Regions from separate parts of the Mus musculus genome. Here region 1 is linked to region 2. Evidence: chromatin contacts called from public HiChIP or PLAC-seq data. All regions are on one chromosome and are shown on one strand. Each heading gives the region's core, a stretch centred on a gene start, on an enhancer-like site or on the middle of the called end of the contact. The rest is flanking DNA. Distances are from core to core; before and after follow the strand shown. Region 1 has its middle 13 kb from the start of Trim24. Region 2 has its middle 53 kb from the start of Gm38791.

Region 1 (2,700 bases), core at 74-2,573, 90 kb before region 2:
GTTCCTGTTAATGGAGAATAGAACTTGGCCTAGCCTTGACCGGAGGCAGGAGGGGGAAGCTGTAAGGAGGGTTTGGGACTGGAAAAGCCCTTAGGGTCCCTCAAAACCCTGTCTCAAAACAAACAACTAAACAACTAAACCAAAAACGAACAAACAACAGAAAGAAAGAAAGAAAGAAAGAAAGAAAGAAAGAAAGAAAGAAAGAAAGAAAGAAAGAAAGAAAAGAAGGGAGGGAGGGAGGAAAGAAGGAAGGAAGGAAGGGAAAAAACGCATCCAGGAACTAGAAGAACGAGGAGGTAAAGAGATTGATAGCACTCCCTAGAACGACAGGGTCTCACTATGTAGCTCTGGCTGTTGTGTCATCCAGGCAGGCCTTGAACTCATGGAGATCTGCCTATCTCTGTCTCCCAAGCTCTAGGATTAAAGGCATGAGCCACTATAGCCAGCAGGATTGGATGTTTTGTAGTCCAGTCCTATCTAACCATCGTAGACCTTAAGAATATATTTACAACACAATATTATTCACAATAAAGTTTCTTCTTCACCACAGCTAGGAGCAGCCATGACATTTCCTTTCCTTTTTATTTCTTTTTTCTTTATTCACCCACCATCCTTTTCCATGCTAGAGCAGGTAGCTAAACCTCCAGAACACACTGCTTCATTCATTTATGATGCATTACAAAGATGAAATCTCAGGGAGGTCAGGCGATCATGGGAGGTGTGGTTGCACAGGGGGCACTGTTCCCCCAATACTTGTTTTGTTTTGTTGCCACCCCGGAAGCTCTCCAAACCTTATCAGTTATAGGTTTTTATGGAGGCTTCATTACACAGGTGATTAAATCTTTGTCCAGGCTGAATCCATTTCTGGCCCCTGTCCCTTAACAGAGGTGGTGGGGCGGGGAAAGTACCAATTCCCCTACTAGGTGTTTACCTTGAAAGAGCCCTAGGTGACTCTCACCTATGCATGGAGGAAGAAGCTCAATATGAATAACAGAAGGCTCTCAGTACTCATCTATCACTCAGGAAATTCCAAGGATTCTGATGCAGCGTCTCTGAAAGCCACCAAAGCCAAAGGTATATTAGAATAAAATATTCTCCCTTTATCTCTGTCATTCAGGACCTTACAAGGGTGTCAGGAACTGGGACAAACACAAGTCCTGGTTAATTATTTTATGTCAATTTGTTAGAACTAGAGTCTTCGGGGAAGGGAGAACCTCAATTGAGAAAATACCTTCATCTTGTAGGCAAGTGTATGGGCATTTCATTGTTTAATGATTGATGTGAGAGGGAATGGTCCTTGGCAGATGGGCCTGGGTTGTGTAAGAAAGGAAGCTGAGCAGGCCGGTAAGCAGCCTTCCTCCATGGCCTCTGGCCTCTGCTTCATTCACTGCCTCCACTCTCCTGCCTTGAGTTCCTACCCTGACTTCTTTTTCTTCCCCAAGTTACTTGGATCATGGCCTTTTATTACAGCAATATAAAAATAACTAAGACAACATTGTGATGAGAAAAACCAGGAGCAAACACAGGAATGTTTCAATGTGAAATTTTTTTTATGGCTAGACTAAACTTGCAATCTCACTGGAAGTAGGAGTGAGAAGTAGCCCTGACTAAAAAGCAAGGGAACCTTTTATAGTCAGGCTCTGTCTGACCTTTGATTGCAAAAGCAGCATTTTTTTATTTTTATTTTTTTTGATTTTCGAGGCAGGGTTTCTCTGTATAGCCCTGGCTGTCCTGGAACTCACTCTGTAGACCAGGCTGGCCTTGAACTCAGAAATCTGCCTGCCTCTGCCTCCCAAGTGCTGGGATTAAAGGCATGTGCCACCACCGCCCGGCGCAAAAGCAGAATTTTTGCAGTTAGTAAATTAGTTAGCTATTTTTATGATTATGGGAAAAGATATATGTTATGGTGTTATGGTCAGCCAGTTCTTGTAACATATAATAAAACAACAGAAACAACTTAGGACATGTAAATCACAAGATTATAAAGGAAGAACAAGTAAAAAGCACACCAAACGAACAAAACCAACAAAAACAAACAAAAAACCAGGCTTGGCCTTTAATCCCAGCACTCGGGAGGCGGATTTCTGAGTTCGAGGCCAGCATGGTCTACAAAGTGAGTTCCAGGACAGCCAGGGCTACACAGAGAAACCCTGACTCGGAAACCAAAAAAAAAAAAAAAAAAAAAAAAAAAAACCACAAGCTTGGACATGATTACAGAAGAAACACCACAGGGAACTACATAGAAATAAAGCAAATTTTTTTTTTTTTTTTTTTTTTTTTCAAGACAGGGTTTCTCTGTATAGCCCTGGCTGTCCTGGAGCTCACTTTGTAGACCAGGCTGGCCTCGAACTCAGAAATCCGCCTGCCTCTGCCTCCGGAGTGCTGGGATTAAAGGCATGTGCCACCACGCCGGGCTTAAAGCAAATTCTAACACTATGTTTCACTAAAAAAGGAGGAAAAATGGAGTTAGTTGGCCCTTAACAGACAAAACAAATTATGTGTTTCTTACTATATGTATGTCAAGCTCAATTCCATTAGATCCATGCCTTCAAAAGAGGAAGACAGATAGAGCTTTCCTCCTCTCAGCAAACTTGACAACATCAAGGAAAGGCTACATGTGGCCTGTGGGAGGTCTACACACCAGAAAGAGAACCTTTCAGAGGTATAATTGGACAGAGCCTTCAAATTGGACTTGTTAGT
Region 2 (2,700 bases), core at 76-2,575:
GAACAGGACCTTCAGTGTTCACATGCAGATTCTCGATCAAAGCATCAGAGCCACCCCCTACAGAAAAACCCATCAAAAATAAGGAAGGAATATTTGTTTTATTGGATGCATTGTGGCTTCCTCTCTAAGTAGCCATAATTCATTGCTCTGGGCATCAGAAATCACCAGAGGGTACAGGGTAGCTGATAAAGCTAAAAAGGAGGCTGCTCAAGCTTCCTCTGCCAACATCCTGGTAGCTTTGCTGCCCTCTGCACTACCAGCCATTCCTGAATATACTCCTGAAGACAAATGACTTCAGGCAAAATGCCAAGGAGTTTACGGAAGGAATGGATGGTTGCGGACCTCTGAAGGCTGCTCCATTCTATGTTAAGGAGTTTGCTAAACAACTCATCCATCAGATTCATCAAGCTTCACACTCCATCACCCAAAACTGAAGGAACTGCTATGAGGGACAAAGTACAAATATTTGACTTAAGACACGTGGTTGATCTGGTAATCTCGGACTGTGCCACCTGCCAGGGTGTGAACTCCTCAGGCCCCAATCAAGGAGCTGCTCCAGGAACCAGAATCAGGGGTCAACAGCCAGGGGCTAATTTGGGAATAGATTATACAGAAATAAAGCCAGGAACATATGGATACAAGTATTTGCTAGCCAGATAGAAGCCTACCCTAAAGAGAAGGAGACTTCCAATGTAAAAAGACATCATACTGTGGTATGGTTTGCCTACCCTGCTTGGGTCTGACAGTGGACCAACATTCAGCTCTCAGGTAACTCAATCTCTAGCACAGGTTTTGGGAACCAATTAGAAGTTACATTGTGAATACAGACCACAGAGTTCTGGGCAAGTAGAGAAGATAAATTGGACCCTGAAAGAGGCCTTAACCAAATTAGGCCCTGAAACTGGCAGTGATTGGGTGTCTCTCCTACCTTATGTCTTATATAGGACTAGGGACACCCCCTATACAGCCTTCCCACTGTTGCGGTCCTATATGGGAGGCCCCCTCCCTTGCTGCCTAACCTCCAGTCTGATATCTTAGCTGAATATAACCTACATAAGTTTGTTAAATCCTTAGAAGTCCTCCATAGGGTCCAGAAGCAACTCTGGCTGCCATCTGCTAGGTTTATGGGCCTGCTCCTCCCCCATCCTCTATTGATTTGACCCAGGTGACAAAGTCTGGATTAAGAGACATAACCACAAAACTCTGCAACCTCCTTGGAAAGGGTTCACACTGTGATCCTGACCTTGCCTTTGGCTGTTAAGGTGGATGGGATCAGGATAAGGATATACCATTCCCATGTTAATTAAGCTTCCCACAGAGTTGAAGTCCCAGGGGAGGAAACTTACAGGTGAACACCCACAAGAACAATGAAAGGCCATTCTGATGCATATACTTTAGAGAAAATGGTGAAGAAAACAGAGAATTCTGCCAAGCTGGGGGTTACAGAGTGTTTTTGAAAAAAAATAAATAGAGGAGATTATCTATTCACTATTTAGGTTATAAAGTAAGTCAACAACAACAAAAATCTACCACAAAAGATACAGAGAAGAAGAGATCAATTGCAAACTCTTAATGATTTTCAAAAATTAATGGGAGATATTAATTAGTTAGAGCCTATCATTGGATTAGCTACTCAAGAATGAGATAATTTGTTTCAAAGATTACAAAGAGATTGATACTTAAACAGTTGGGGCTGGTGAGATGGCTTCCGAAGGTCCTGAGTTCAAATCCCAGCAACCACATGGTGACTCACAACCACCGTAATGAGATCTGATGCCCTCTTCTGGTACGCCTGAAGACAGATACAATGTACTTACATATAATAAATAAATAAATCTTAAAAAAAAAAAAAAAAGACTTAAACAGTCTAAGATGGTTAACAGCTGAAGCAGAGAGTTAACTCTGGGAGACCAGAGACTGCAAGATGCATATGTAGATTGCCTAGATGCCAAACTTGACTGTATTTTTGTTATTTTGCCTTCAACTCATTCTCCTACTGGGCTCATTATACAAAGAGAAGAGAGTATTATGGAATGGATTTTCTCAGCACACAAACAAAGTAAAAAAAAAAAGAAGAAGACTTACATAGAAAAATGTTCTATTTAATCATAAAAGATAGAATTAGATTATATCAATTCTCATGATGGACCTGGAAGAAATTATAGTGCCTTATAATAATGCTGAGATTATATCATTATGGGTTGTCAATGAAGATTGGAAATAAGCTTATAGCAACTTTTTGGGAAAAATTAACAGCAAGTATCCTAAAAGCAAGCATTTTCTGTTTATAAAACAAAATAACTGGGTTCTCCCATTTATTCTAAAAGGAACACCAATTCCTGAAACACCTACATTCTATATGGATGCAAATAAGTTGTGAATGGCAGGCTACCAGTCAGATACAATGAGCAAAGTAGTTCAAAGTCCATATACTTCAGTTAAAAAAAATCAGTGCTCTGTGCAATTTTTATGATATTATTAGATTTTCCTGAATCCCTTAATATAATTACTGACTCTCAATATGCAGAAAGAGGTGTTCTGCATATAGAAATTTCTGAATTTATTCTGGATAATTCAGAATTAATTTTGTTATTTATATAGCTGCAATAGACAATCAGAAATAGAAACTATCCATTATATATCACCCATATTCAGTCTCATATAAGCTTGTCAGGACCATTGGCAAAAGAAATTGACCAA

The links. HiChIP or PLAC-seq counts read pairs in DNA pulled down with a chosen protein or histone mark.
Region 1: an H3K27ac HiChIP or PLAC-seq map of embryonic stem cells shows a contact between it and region 2, with 33 read pairs. The contact joins two enhancer-like sites. A contact is called at or near these places in 1 of 39 promoter capture datasets (3T3-L1-derived adipocytes), 11 of 484 Hi-C or Micro-C datasets (B cells, the G1E-ER4 cell line, bone marrow-derived macrophages and 7 more), 5 of 115 datasets of contacts at active chromatin or transcription factors (bone marrow-derived macrophages and embryonic stem cells) and 2 of 9 other capture datasets (adipose tissue and liver).

The regions. Positions count from the first base shown.
Region 1 is chr6:37,856,019-37,858,718 of GRCm38.p6, reverse strand. No RefSeq gene overlaps it. Among named protein-coding and RNA genes, the nearest start is that of Trim24, 13 kb to the left of the region's middle. Within about 2 kb of position 1,323, at least 13 of the 459 cell types and tissues checked have an H3K27ac peak or open chromatin away from gene starts, as enhancers often do. A contact at or near this core is called in embryonic stem cells, where this site is marked.
Region 2 is chr6:37,766,421-37,769,120 of GRCm38.p6, reverse strand. No RefSeq gene overlaps it. Among named protein-coding and RNA genes, the nearest start is that of Gm38791, 53 kb to the right of the region's middle. Within about 2 kb of position 1,325, at least 8 of the 459 cell types and tissues checked have an H3K27ac peak or open chromatin away from gene starts, as enhancers often do. A contact at or near this core is called in embryonic stem cells, where this site is marked.